Regions from separate parts of the Zea mays genome. Here region 1 is linked to region 2. A link is a contact called in public Hi-C data. All regions are on one chromosome and are shown on one strand. Each heading gives the region's core, a stretch centred on a gene start, on an enhancer-like site or on the middle of the called end of the contact. The rest is flanking DNA. Distances are from core to core; before and after follow the strand shown. Region 1 holds the start of LOC100192086. Region 2 holds the start of LOC103652296 (spermatogenesis-associated protein 20).

Region 1 (6,880 bases), core at 1,032-3,531, 580 kb after region 2:
AAAGAGGAATCACAATTAGTTGTTTTTCATGTGATTGTATAACAATTTCTCGTAAATGAATATAATGCTGACTAATTTACTGTTTGTGTGAATATGTTTTGGCAAAACCTTCTAAGATGGTTCCTGACTAATTTATATGTTCCCGTTGCAACGCACGGGCACTGACCTAGTAGAGATAGGAGAGAGATCGTAAAAGCATGCAAGGGTATTTTTGTCTCCTTGGATGCTAAATATGTGGAAACAAATTAGAAAAGTAAGAATACATGGTTAATAGTATAACCAATTAGAATATGTTTGAAGTACCTTTTGTATGAAACAAATCTTTCGGATGGCATTCTTGTGAAGCATAATGTTTGGAATGGAGACATTACCATCCATATGCCCTCCGTTGGCCCCCGACCCCGACAATGCTAGGACAAAGAACGAGCTGAGAGAATCATGTCGACAATATGAGCGAGTATTTAGCTTAACAAAAGGGAAAATGTCTATTTAGCTTCCTCGACTATTTGTATCCAAAAAAAAAGTCAGCTTAAATTTGTAATGGCGCGAGTATTTTTCTCCATGACCAAAGGTATCCCTCAATTAATGAATTCGCGCATTATCAACTCAAGTTCAGAACTGTTCCATTATCCAGTAAACGAAACCAGCAGCCAGGAATTGAGTCAACACTTGCTTCTTGCAGCACAAGGAAGGATGGCCGATGATCAACTTGAAGCAGAAGCAGTGGCAATCACCACCGTGTGTGCCTCACTGCCTCTATATAAACATGATGCCGGGGCAATCGATCACAAACTCTCCACGCCGCTGCACGCACAGGGCACAGCTAGCAGCAATAATGGAAGTAGTCGGCGGCGGCAGGCACTTCGTGCTGGTGCACGGCCTCTGCCACGGCGCGTGGTGCTGGTACAAGGTGGCCACCGCGCTGGAATCCGCCGGCCACCGCGTGACGGCGCTGGACCTGGCAGCGGCGGGCGCGCACCCGGCGCGCCTGCACGAGGTGCGCTCCCTGGAGGACTACTCGCGCCCACTGCTGGACGCGGTCGCCGCGGCCCCCGACGGCGACAGGCTTGTCCTCGTCGGCCACAGCCACGGCGGCGTCAGCCTCGCGCTCGCCATGGAGAGGTTCCCTAGCAAGGTCGCCACCGCCGTGTTCGTGGCCGCCGCGCTGCCGTGCGTCGGCAAGCACTTGGGTGTCACCCTCGACGAGGTCGTACACACCTCACGGCTCACGCACATGCACGGATGCACCACAGCCATTGTTTCAAGTTTCAACTCACAAATATATATGTCTAAGTCTTTTTTAAAAAAAAACTCCATCTTTTGCGATGACCGCAGTTCATGAGAAGGAATGCTTCCGAAGGGCTGCTCATGGACTGCCAACAGGTGCCCATCCCCGGCGTGGGGCAGCAAGGGACAGCGATCGTGATGGGTCCAAGGTATATGGAGGAGAAGTACTACCAGGAGAGCCCCGCGGAGGACCTGACCCTGGCGAAGCTGCTGGTGAGGCCCGGCAACCAGTTCATGGACGACCCGCTGATGAAGGACGCGGCGCTGCTCACGGCCGCCAACTACGGGTCCGTCAGGAAGGTGTTCGTGGTGGCCAATGCCGACTGCTCCAGCACCGAGGAGATGCAGCGCTGGATGGTGGCCATGAGCCCTGGCACGGAGGTCCACGAGATCGCTGGCGCCGACCACGCCGTCATGAACTCCAAGCCTGGGGAACTCTGCGACGTCCTTGGACGGGTAGCCAGCAGATGCGGCTGAGAACATGACGATTGACGACGACGACTATTGTTGCAGCTTGTAGTGTAGTATTACACTACTAGTAGCACCTGTATATGTCATGAACACTGCTTATATTATTGAATAAATAAAATGACTCGGGTTATTTCGAATTACACGTTAAAGCTGCTTATATTATAGAAGACCTGCTGGAAATAGTGTAAGTATAGAAGTCTTCAATCATTGAGGCTTATATATGCACGTTCAAGAATTATATCTAAGTATAAAAGTATTGAATCATTAAGACATTGGTGCAAGGTCTAGATGAAAGTCAGCTGCCTAGGGCTTTGCACTAACTCAAACACTCAAAAAAATTATGAAATATTTAAATCTGAGGGTAGTTTAGACCTTTTAACCGTAGTTTAAAATTGTTAGAGCAAAATATGAAGGTAGTGACGCAGAAGTAGAAGGCGAAAGAAGGTCGGACCAATGGCAAGATAAGTGTCTCAAAAAGAAAACTAGTTACTACAAGGCAAGGATATTTTGTCTCTTCCTCCTCCGATCGAAGTGTGCTTGCGTCCTGATCCCACCAACCGCAGAGGACAGAGGACCATGGAGAGCGGCACGGAGCGGCGGCGGCGGCGGCACCACTTCGTGCTGGTGCACGGCACCTGCCACGGCGCGTGGTGCTGGTACAAGGTGGCCACACTCCTGTCATCCGCGGGCCACCGCGTGACGGCGCTGGACATGGCCGCGTGCGGCGCCAGCCCCGGGCGCGCCGAGGAGGTGCCGTCCTTTGAGGAGTACAGCCGGCCGCTCCTGGCCACGGTGGCCGGCCTGGCGCCCGAGGAGAAGGTGGTCCTCGTCGGCCACAGCTTCGGCGGGGTCAGCCTCGCGCTGGCCATGGAGCAGTACCCGGACAGGGTCGCCGTCGCCGTCTTCGTCGCGACCGGCATGCCCTCCGCTGGGAAGCCGATGGCGTTCGTCTTCGAGCAGGTAAGCGGAAATCCGAGACCCGAGGGTTGCGTTGCGTGATCGTTTCGTCGAAAAGGGCAGGAAGGGGTCAAATTTTATTTTTAACCATGATTTCGTGATCGATGGACTCTAGTTTTTGCAAGAAGAGTACCCAGCGGACCGCTACATGGACTGCGAATTCGAAACCAGCGGCGACCCCCAGCGTCCCGTGGAGACATTTCGGTTCGGGCCACAGTACCTGAAGCAGAGACTGTACCAGCTCAGTCCCCCAGAGGTAGGTGACAACGGACAATGGCCACTAGCCCACTAGTTCCTGAGCCACACACGCGGTGACGCGGGCGTCACCATCTGACGTGTGTTGCTTCCTCTGGCGCGCGCAACGTAGGACTTGACCCTGGCAATGGCGATGGTGAGGCCGTCACAGCGGTTCCGAGACGACGCGACGATGAAGGGGGGTATCCTGACGGCGGAACGGTACGGCGGCGTGAGGCGGGTGTGCGTCGTCGCCGAGGACGACGCGTCAGTGCCGGCAGGCTTCCAGCGGCGGATGGCGTCGTGGAACCCCGGCACGGAGGTGACGGGGTTGCAGGGAGCCGACCATATGTCCATGCTCTCGAAACCAGGGGAGCTGTCAGAACTTCTCATGGAGGTTGCCAACAAGTACAGCTGAAACTTGTATCATGTAAATGGCTATCAGCAAAATGGTTGTTCAGGTACGCTTGTTTCAGATGAACAAATGGAGACGGAAGTTTGAAGTAACACGATGAAATAAGACTAGATTTTGTATCCAATGCAGTTGTAACTTTCTAAGGTATAAGGCTATTTCTATCAGCATATTCATCATCTTTAATTTCAAAGTCTACTCAATTTACGGTGCAAAATTATGTTTTACACGACTATATAAACGATATGTTGGATATAACCTAACAAAAACATCATGATATATCTATCCTAGTTGTCTTAGGGGTTCAACACTGCGTGCCTAACTATATCAAGTACCGTTCACTAAGCAAACTTACATCAACCGGACATGAAAAGCTTTACGATTCTCGACGATGTAGCTCTAAGGGCGTGAATAAGTACAACCCCATTTATCAGGTGGTCTCTTAAAGAGTCTCTAGTGGGTTAATTGAAAAAAAAATTCAAGAGACGGCCTTTTTATACGATTCTTCATACACATTGTCTCTTAACTTTATTTATGATTCAGAGGGTTATACCATGTAGTTTCTTTATTGTCTCATGTACTTAAAAAATCGTTCCACCGTCTTAGGGTTATACATGCCCTAATGGGGCATCATTTTTCTCCTCGTTGAAAATCAAGAGTCAAGCTTTATCGTCGCACCCATCATAATTTAATGCATCATATCGAGTAGTCAAGCTTTATCGTCGCACCCATCATAATTTAATGCATCATATCGAGTACCTTGTATTCGGTCATATCAACGTCCGAACCTGAGGAAGATATGGCTATGATGGTTTAGTCGAGCGAAAAGAGTGGAAGAAGTGAAATAATAGCAGCAAGAGCAAATTGGAGATGAGGGGTATTAATGAATTAAACATCTCTCTATTTATAGGTTGGATTCCAAGATTTTTTTAAAAAATGGATTTTTAGACTTCAAAATAGTGTGGACAAATCAGAAAACAACATGTGGTAGCAGACGGTCGATACAACTGGTTTGGATCGGTATTGGTCGATTTTCCTGTGTGCAAGTCGGTACCGACCAATCCAACTCTAATGTGTTCGGTATCGACAGAACTGACTAACCAATAGGTCAATCGTCTACTGTTAGACTGTCTCTAGTAGATAGGGTAAAATAGGAGACACGAAACTGTAGATGACACTATTTGTTGAGTGGAGTTTGAAATAGGGGATGAGATAGATGATGAGATAGGGGATCTGCTGAAGATAGCCTTAGAATTGGATCGATTGGTATCGACATATCGATATGTTAAACACGGCCTAAGATAGACTCTAGAAATTTAAGGGTTTGCATCCCTTAAAAGTGTCGCTCTGTCCGTGGAACAATGACGACGACAACTGCCCCTTTCCAGCAGCCTCCAAATCGATGCATGCATTTGTAGATGGCCAACAGTGCCTGGTTAACCGGGACGGCACGGGGCACGGCATGGCCTATAGTGCCCAAGCACGGCATGGCATGATCGGTGGCGGCCCGTGCTGGCACGGCCCGACCCCTAGTGTCGTGCTTGGGCTGGCGAGGGGACACGTTGGGCCGACATGGGCACGAGCCAATTAGGGTTAAAGAACGGTTAGGCACGGCATCCATAAACACATACCCCCCTGCGGCCCAGCCCCCGCACCCCATCCCCGCCTCCTCTCTCACTCTGTCTCGCCCGAACCCTCTAGCGATTTGGAAAGCGCCGCCTCCCTAGCCACCTCCGCCGCCTCCCTCGCCGCCTCTCTACCGCCTCATCCGGTGCTCTGGGCCTCTAGCTTAGGTAAGACAGTAAGTTTGTTCCTCTGGTGGTGCTCTCTTGCTCGCGCCGCCTCTGGTTCTGGTTCGAATCCCTAAGTTTGGTGCTCTGATCTCCAACTTTTGTTCTTCTTCCAGTCTCCCTCCAACTTCGGTTGCGCTGATCCTCTACGGCTCTCCCTGTACCGATGCCTAATCGTGTTTTAACCCTAATCATCGAGCCGTCGGGGTTGGATATGGTGCTTCGGCTTTGGTAGGTTGTTAATACGGTGCTTGTGCTTGTGATCTGTGTTTGTGCTTGTGCAGTTGTGCTTGTGATCTGTGTTCCAAACCCTAATATAGTTCATCATTTAACTATTTTTGTAGCTATAAGGGACCGATCTGTTGATCTGGCTTTGGTAAGTTGCTATCATTTGCTTGTTCTTGTGATTTGTGTTTGTCGCCTCTATATCTGTGGTTGAACCGACGAACCCTAATCTAGTGTCTTCTGTTCTGTGTTCATAGCCATGAAGGACCGATCTATGTTCGAACCCTAATCTAGTGCCTTCTTGTTCTATGTTCGTAGCTGTGAAGGAACGATCTGGTGCTCTGGCTTTGGTGAGCTCCTAATCTTATGCATGTGCTTGTGGTCTGTGTTTGTGCTCCCTAATCTAGTGCCTTCTTGTTCTGTGTTTGTAGTCGTGAGGGACCGATCTAGTGCTCCGACTTTGGTAAGTTCTTAATCGGGTGCTTGTTCTTGTGATCTATGTTCAAACCCTAATCTAGTGCCTTCTTGTTATGTGTTTGTAGCCATGAGGGACCGATCTAGTGCTCCGACTTTGGTAAGTTCTTAATCTGGTGCTTGTTCTTGTGATTTGTGCTTGTGATCTGTGTTTGAACCATAATGTAGTGTCTTATTGTTCTGTGTTTGTAGTCGTGAATGACTTTGACAAGATATATAAGGCTGTTGAGGGTGTGAGGGTAAGGTGTCATGCTAGTGCAAAGTTTACAAGTGTGTTTTGTCTGCTAAATCATCTGGTGGCACTTATCATCTTAATCATCATAGAAATGCATGCAAACTGAAGCATGGCAGAACTGCCTTTGCCTAGTCCCTGAGTTTAATCTTAATGGTTGTCCTAGATTGTGGGAGTACAATGTTGATGTTGCTAGGTCTTAGATGTGTGGTTTGATATATAGGCTTGATCTGTGTATTTGCTTTGTTGAATCATCTGCTTTTGAAAATTACATTCAACAGGCTCATAATCCTAGATTTTTTGCTCTCTCTAGAGTCCAGACAAACAACCACTAGCATGGTTTTTTTTTTCCTGTGGCACCTGGTAACAAGACAAGGATGTTTCACCTCTTCCTCGGTTCCTCCTCCAATTTAAGTGATATTGTGAGCAAGTCGTCCTGATCCCACTAATCGCAGAGGCGCAGAGCAGAGATGACTAGGGCTGGAAAAAAAGCTCGAGGCTCGCGAGCCGGCTCGGGCTCGATCAGGCTCGGCTCGGCTCGGTGAGGCTCGCGAGCCTAAACGAGCCCGAGCCGAGCCTAATTCCATGGCTCGCTACACTAACGAGCCGAGCCGAGCCGGCTCGGTGAGGCTCGCGAGCCGGCTCAAGGCTCGGTCCAAACTTTTGCAGCTATCACCTGTCAGTTGTCAGTTTGTTTATTAGTGTCCAGTTATCTAGATCTAGTGACCAATGTGTTGTTTTGGTCACAACTCACAAGGAACTAGAGTGCAGGGACATAATTTTTTATTATATGGAACA
Region 2 (7,147 bases), core at 3,911-6,410:
CCGAACTCGGCCGGCCTCCTCCCTGGCGCATGCGGTCTCTGCCCAGGTGCTGCCACAGAGCTCCTCCCCGATGCCCTGCGCGCCTCGACAGCGGGCACCCTCCCCGTGGCCGGTGCGGCCGCGTCGACTCCCCGACGCGCAGCTGTTTTCTCGACGGCGGCGCCCCCCCCCCCCCAACCGTGCCCTCGACCGCGGCGGCCTTCATGCCCCCCATCGCGCCTCCTCCCCCTACCGATGTCGTGCCGTGCCTCTCCCACCGCCGGGCGCGGGTCCCTGCACGCTGACGCCGCTGCTCCCTGCTGCCTTCACTGCGGCAGCCACGCGCGCCCTTCTGAGCGCCGCCTCTTCTCTGCACGGCGTGTCGCCTGCCACCGCGCAGCCACCTCCCCTTCCCGTGCCCTTTGTTGTTGCGCAGCCCTCTCGCGCGGATGGCGCCTCATCCACCGCCGACGGTCTCCTCTCCGCCAGCTATACCACCCTCCCCAGCACATCCATCTCTGTCGGGCTCGCCACCGCGGACGGGGGCCCTTCATCGCCCGCAGGCTCCATGTTGTGACCGTCGCGCAACCACCACCCCCTCCCGCCGGTTGCTCAGCGTCTTGTTCCCGCGAGTGCCGACATTGCTCTTCCTCTCGCCGCCGGTGGTCCTCTCCCTTTTCATGCACCAGAGCGGCTTCCTGGGCACGCTTCTGTCATGCCCTCAACGCACGTCCTTCACTCCGATGTGGTTCCTGTCGGTGTTTATGACCCGACTGCGCACCACGGGGTTCCCCACATGATGCTTTTGAGCAGGACGGCGTCGTTGACTGCGACTCGATGGTATGTGCGGGAGCACGTCGGATTACACGAGGATTTATACAGGTTCGGGACGCTAGAATGCGTCCAGTTGAGGCTATATTTGGAATTGCACTGGTGTTTATGGATTACAAATGAGCTGAGTGGTGGAGGATGAGTTCACCTGCCGATCTAGTAGTGCGAGGTTGCTACAAGAGGGCTAATGAGCTTTGAGGTGGGGCTAGGATGTGGCAGATGAGAGATGGTATGAGATGTTTTCGTAGGGGTACCCCCTCGGCCTTATATAGGTGACCAGAGGGTTATCCCTTTACAAGTTGTGATCACTATCTACTCTACCTGAATCCTCCTTTAACGCGGCATGTATTCCTACTTATCCGGAGTTCAATCGCTTCCATTCAAGTGTGCACAACCTCTTCGCCCGAGATATCAGTGCTTCGGTCTGCGCATAACTCAAACGTTCGGTCTTCGTCTTCCTAGATCGAGCTCGTCCGGTCTGTTGTGGCCTGATGGCCTGTCTCGCTAGGCAAGCCATCGGGAGGTCCATCAGGCAGCTCATGATGTGTTTTTGTGTTCGTGAGGATCCGGGGGATAGCTATCCCTCATAGTTCCCGTGCCTTCCTACCGCGTGTGCGTCTCCCTTCACGACGTCCTCTCTTGACTCTCAACCACCTCGGTCATCCCTTGCCCCGCAGCAACGCCACCCCGCTTTGCCATGCCTGTCAGGGGCATCACACTCGCTTACACTTCTCTTCTTCCACGTCCCGAGCTACTCGTCCCTTCGACCTCATCCATTGTGACCTCTAGACTTCCCCTGTTACCAGCATCTCCGGGTATTGGTACTACCTGGTCGTTTTGGATGACTTCTCTCACTTCTTGTGGACCTTTCTTCTTCGCCGTAAGTCTAACATCTTTCCCAGTCTTTCTCACTTCTTTGCCTAGGTGCCGACTCAGTTCGGTCACACCATACAGGTTGTTCAGTGTGATAATGGACAGGAGTTTGATAACTCCACGTCTCGTGCCTTCTTTCTCTCCCACGGTGTGTAGCTTCGGATGTTGTGCCCTCACACCTCCCCTCAGAATGGCCGAGCCGAGCGCATGATTCGCACCACCACCAGCATGTTGTGTTGCCTCCTCTTTCAGGCTTCTCCCCCCGCTGGCTACTGGGCTGAGGCGCTGAATACCGACACCTACCTCCTAAACCATCTTCCCTTCAAGGCGGTCGCCCATCCCACCCCGTTTTTTGCTCACTTTGGCACCACCCCCTCCTATGAGCACCTTCGGGTCTTCGGGTGCGCTTGCTATCCCAACACCTCCGCCATCGCTCCACACAAACTTGTCCCCTGATCCTCTCGTTGTCTTTTCCTCGGGTACTCCCCTGATCACAAGGGGTATCGGTGCCTCGATCTTCTCATCCACCTCGATATCATCTCTTGTCATGTTGTCTTTGATGGGGATGTTTTTCCCCTTGCTGATTCCTCCCCACCTTGATTCCCTCATCGATGTTGATTGTGTCGATGTTTCTCTTCCGTTGCCCTCTTTTGTGCCGCACGCGGTCACATTGAAACATCAGCATTTTATTATTTTAGTGGCTGATTCAAATGTTATTAATTGATGGAAACAACTTCCATTCCATCATAAGGTAATGTTTGAATTTTATCCTGAACCCATCCATACAAAAGAACAAAACCATGCTAGTAAACTCATAGCATGTTGTTCAAGCCTAATCACCCATAAAAGACATCTGCACAGTGCATGCCAGTTTTTTTCTCGAATGCGCAGGAGAACCGTATATCTTTGTATTAAAGAAGAGAGAAAGGGGTAGAAACCCCCAAGTACACACACACCCTTTTAGTTTGTACTTGTGCACCAGATTATAAATTTCTCCAAAATATTTTCATGTAAGAACAAGTGTGTACTTCAGTACATGTCCGCGTAGTCATAGAACCTCTGCAGAAGCAACTCTGGGAAGCTAGATGATATGGTTGGGCTAACTGATGCTTTATTAGATGGCTGGAAGGATAACAGAGACAGATTAGATCTAATTTGCCCTGCCTAGGAGACTCTGAGCCTTTGTGATCTATATCTGCTTAATGATCACATCAGTTGGAATAGTTTACATAGAGCCTTAGCTAACCAAATCATAACAAACAAACAAACTTAATGGGAAAACTAAAAACTTCTTCAAACAATGCTGCTAATAAGTCTTGCCCACAAATGCATCCGTAACATAGAACAGAGTAGCATACATAATAATATGACTGCTCGGTGCAAGCCCCTCTTATTTAAGCATGTTCGGTACCTAGTTAAGAAAAGCATGAGCTTAAGAATAAACTAAGAATCTAGTTAAGTCTGAATAACTAGGAGGTAAGCTAACTTTATCTGGTGCCTTGAATCAGGACCCACCAACACTGAAAAAGATACATTTTAGCTCCTGAGATCAGTAAATTCGCATGTTCTTTTTAAAATTTTTTAGGGGGGGGGGGGGGCAGGAAGAAGAGGCATAGACTCTGTTTCTCTTGAAAGGCATTATTATTTTCTGAAATAATACTAGTACAGTAGTACTTAGTTCAGAAGAATATCTTATTACAGTACCCCCAACAAAAATGTACAATAGAGTACTTGTCAAACCTTTTCGACACATTGATCAACAGAGACAACTGCTAGGTCATTTGGCACATCTTGAGAGCTAGCCTTAGCAGATAATGCGTCCCTTAATTGTTCGATAACAAGATTTCCCGTCCGCTCAAGCGCTTCACGTTTAGTTTCCCAGGCTTCCTTGACCTTCCTGAAGGTAAGTATGCAGTAAATATTTAGTAGGGATGAAGGATAGCTTCTGAAACTACGCACTTCTGCTTATACCTCAATACAGTCTTGAACCCTGGTCTTCCATAATTATCATCCGGTGGAAAGTATGTACCACCCATCAGAGGTTTCAAGTCAGGTGACAAAAAGACGCTTAGAGGCCAACCACCACCACCATGCAGTGCCGATACATATGTCATATAAACCTAAAATATGTGAGGCTATATTCAACAAAGAACCTAGTGTGCCACCCAATACAAACACGCCCAGAAACCTTTTCGAGCTAACTACAGGAAAAAGGGGAAAGGGAGCCGTAAGTCGGCTAGAAATGGAACTGATGCATTGGAGCACTTGAAGAAACTTACCTTATCAACATCAGGGCGCTCTTCACGGTCAACCTATCAAAATTAATAATCAGACTGAAAGAGGTATGGTCAAGTTGCATATGTAAAGCTTTTGACACATCAAAGACAGGTAAAGACTAAAGAGTGAGACACAACGGAATAACTTTCTAAGGGTCCAACAAAATTACCTTGATGCTAACAAACCAATCATTCAGCAACTTTGCCACTTCCTCATTCTCAAAGGACTCCACCTCCATCACATGACACCTTCGAATTCAGTCCCAGACCAAATGAACAGAAGCTTACGTTAGTGCGAACGTATGGTGCATAGTAAAGGTCACAGATGGCAAGAATATAAAATATCGATGAAAGAAATAACAGAAACTCACCAATGGCATGTGCTATAGCCAACTTGTGGGACACAACCGGATTGCAATGAAGCAAAATAAGAACGTTAGGTACAGAACGTTTGAGTTGACTAGAACGGAATCAGAAAATTCGATTACCATTTTAACTTAGTTCTCTCTTGACAAGACCATCATAATATGGTTAAGCAAAACAATTTACCATGTCACACATTGGTGGCACTACATGCCTGCAAGGCTGCAACAAAACTACTGAGCTAACACAATGGTATCAGGAGAGTTCATACTCGAGAGGAAGATGGGGACGTCCTTGGCGCGCGCCTTCTGGAAAGCCTCTTCCCCCCAAGGGTACCAATCAACCTGCACCAAGCGAAATTAACAGAAGGGAGAGCTCAATACTTGCTATCCCATCCACGGGATCAAATCGGTCGGATAGACAGGAGAAGGCTCGGGAAGGAGACACAAACTCCTCACCGGGTTGTGCGCGTGCTGCAGCAGGTAGGGGCTGTGCTCGGCGGCGAGGCGGTTCGGCTTCCGGCCGCCGTGAGGCGCGGACGCGGACGACGACATGGCTGCGGCGAGGGGGCGCAGACGGAGAGGCGTGCTGTGGGTCGGCGACGAGGAGGAGGCGGCGGCGGTGAGGCGGTGGCGGAGAAGAGTGGAGAGCATTGGAGTTGGAGGAGGGATGAGGGGGCCGAGGTGGGAGAAGACCGGTGCGGAAGCGGCGGGGGACATGTGGGCTGCGCGCCCAGCGACACCTGCCTGCCTCCGCTCGGCACACGCTGGCGTCCGCAAGGCCCGCGCGCCTGCTGCTAGTGTGTGTGCGCCACTTTGTTCTGGGCTTGGCCAGTAGGCCTTGTGGGCTGCTATGCTCCCCTTATATAAGGGAAAACAAGCAAATGAATTTCAAAAGATTTTCACCTACATACAGCCGAGGGTAAAAACTTGGACAGAAAAAAGTCCTACTTCTGTTTTGATATTTAGTTGTTATTTAAATATACTAGCTAACTAGCTAACAAATTGCTAGCTGAAATAGCTGATTAAGAATAGCTCCAACAACGAATTTTATATGGTTCTAAACTCTAAAATATAGCGGTTGCAGCCTCCTTTTTCCTTTAACAAAAGACTCTAAAAGGTCCTCTAAAATTTGGAGGACTGTGTGCGTCAGCTAGAAATGGAGGTCATCCTCTATACATTGTGCTTATTTGTTGTGTGTCTCATTCATGTGCCCACAATCGGTAAAAAATAATGTAGAAAGTGAAATCGGACACACTGTTGATATAGATGATGAAATTTAGAAGACATTTCTGGAGATGGAGAAGATATAGAGCACATATTCTTTTAGAGAGTGGTGTAAATGACATATAATATTCCTTTACAAGATGAAATTTAGAAAACGTTGCTGGAGAAAGTCTAACTATGTATTTTGATTGGTAGTGTCATGGGACCATAGTTCATCGCCCGACCGCCGCGCCGACTTAGCCAGAAGCTAGGCCCTGTTTGTTTATGAACGTCTAGAGGGGGTGGATAGGCGAAACCTAAAATTATAATTCTAAATCCAAACTAGATCCCTTGATTAGTGGTTAGAACAAGATTCACAATTATCAGAGTATAAAACTAAGTCCTTTACTTGCAACGAGTATTGTTTTCAAAGAGTGCGGAATTTAATCAATAGCAATACTACTAGAAATGTTTAGTGAAGAATAATGCAAGAGGTCTTAGACAAGAAGAGAAGAAACACAAGTTCTTTCTAGCATGGAGTTGCTTCTCTAAATGTGAATTTAACTTGAAGCAACATAAAATAATATTAACAAAGAGTAACGCAAGAGAACTTAGAAAGGGAGAAAACAAACAAATCACGAGCAATAAACACAAGAGACACGGGTGATTTGTTTTACCGAGGTTCGGCCCTCGAAGGCCTAGTCCCCGTTGAGGAGTCCACTAAGGACGGGTCTTTTTCAACCCTTTCCCTCTCTCCACCGATCACCAAGAATGGCGAGATCTTCTTTTTCTCAAGGATCACTTAAGATCCCGCAAGGATCACCACACTCGTAGGTGTCTCTTGCTAGCTTTACAAGCCTCCAAAACTTTGAAGGAAGTTCAATGGGAGTCAAAACTCCACGCACAAATGATCACAAGATGTAGCACACACTTTCTCTCAATGAATCTCACAAGGCGCTAGTGCTAAACTCACACGAGTAGCTCTCTTTTGCTTGATCTCTCTTTTGTGGCACTTGTGTTGGTTGTAGTGGCCTAAATCTTGCGTATAGGATGGATCAATGAATAGATGTGGCTGGGAGGACTTAGATATGCCAACTATATGACTTGGAATGTTGCTTGGGCTCCCACACATTGAAGTGGCCGGCTGGAGTGGTATTTATAGCCACCAACCAAATTGTAGTCGTTGGAGAAGGCTGCTGGCGATGGGCGCACCGGAAAGTGTTCAGTGCGCCGCCACGTCATCCTGTCGTTAGGGCAGAGAGCTGGTCGACCGTTGGAGGCTTTGTCCTCATGCGGCACCGGACAGTCTGGTGCCCCTCTGACCTTTTGCTCTGACTTCTGTCGCGTTACTGTGCTGCACTGTTCATCCGTCAAAGTCGACCGTTGCGCGCAGATAGTCGTTGCTCTGCTGGTGCACCGGACAGTCCGGTGAATTATAGCGGAGCTGCGCCTGGAAAACCCGAAGCTGAAGAGTTTGGAGTGTACGACCCCTGGTGCACCGGACAGTCCGGTGCGCCATACCAGGGAACACTTCGGTTTCCTTTTTGCTTCTTTCTTTTGAACCCTAACTTGTTCTTTTTATTAGTTTGTGTTGAACCTTTGGCACTGTAGAATGTATAA

Evidence for each region. A called contact is a pair of places that touch in the nucleus more often than the background predicts.
Region 1: a Hi-C map of root tip shows a contact between it and region 2, with 3 times the contacts expected there. The contact joins the promoter of LOC100192086 here to the promoter of LOC103652296 in region 2. A contact is called at or near these places in 3 of 25 Hi-C or Micro-C datasets (leaf, root tip and tassel).

What each region holds. Positions count from the first base shown.
Region 1 is chr3:156,817,233-156,824,112 of Zm-B73-REFERENCE-NAM-5.0, forward strand. It overlaps LOC100192086, which reads left to right and starts at 2,282. Exons shown (of 3, transcript NM_001137509.2): 1 at 2,282-2,718; 2 at 2,831-2,971; 3 at 3,083-3,510. The coding sequence starts at 2,335. The coding sequence ends at 3,367. It overlaps LOC103650797 (esterase PIR7B), which reads left to right and starts at 755. Exons shown (of 2, transcript XM_008676365.3): 1 at 755-1,207; 2 at 1,336-1,898. The coding sequence starts at 767. The coding sequence ends at 1,764.
Region 2 is chr3:156,235,316-156,242,462 of Zm-B73-REFERENCE-NAM-5.0, forward strand. It overlaps LOC103652296 (spermatogenesis-associated protein 20), which reads right to left and starts at 5,161. Exons shown (of 15, transcript XM_020550375.2): 1 at 4,781-5,161; 2 at 4,594-4,666; 3 at 4,331-4,352; 4 at 4,130-4,208; 5 at 3,963-3,995; 6 at 3,655-3,803; 7 at 3,424-3,580. The coding sequence starts at 5,041.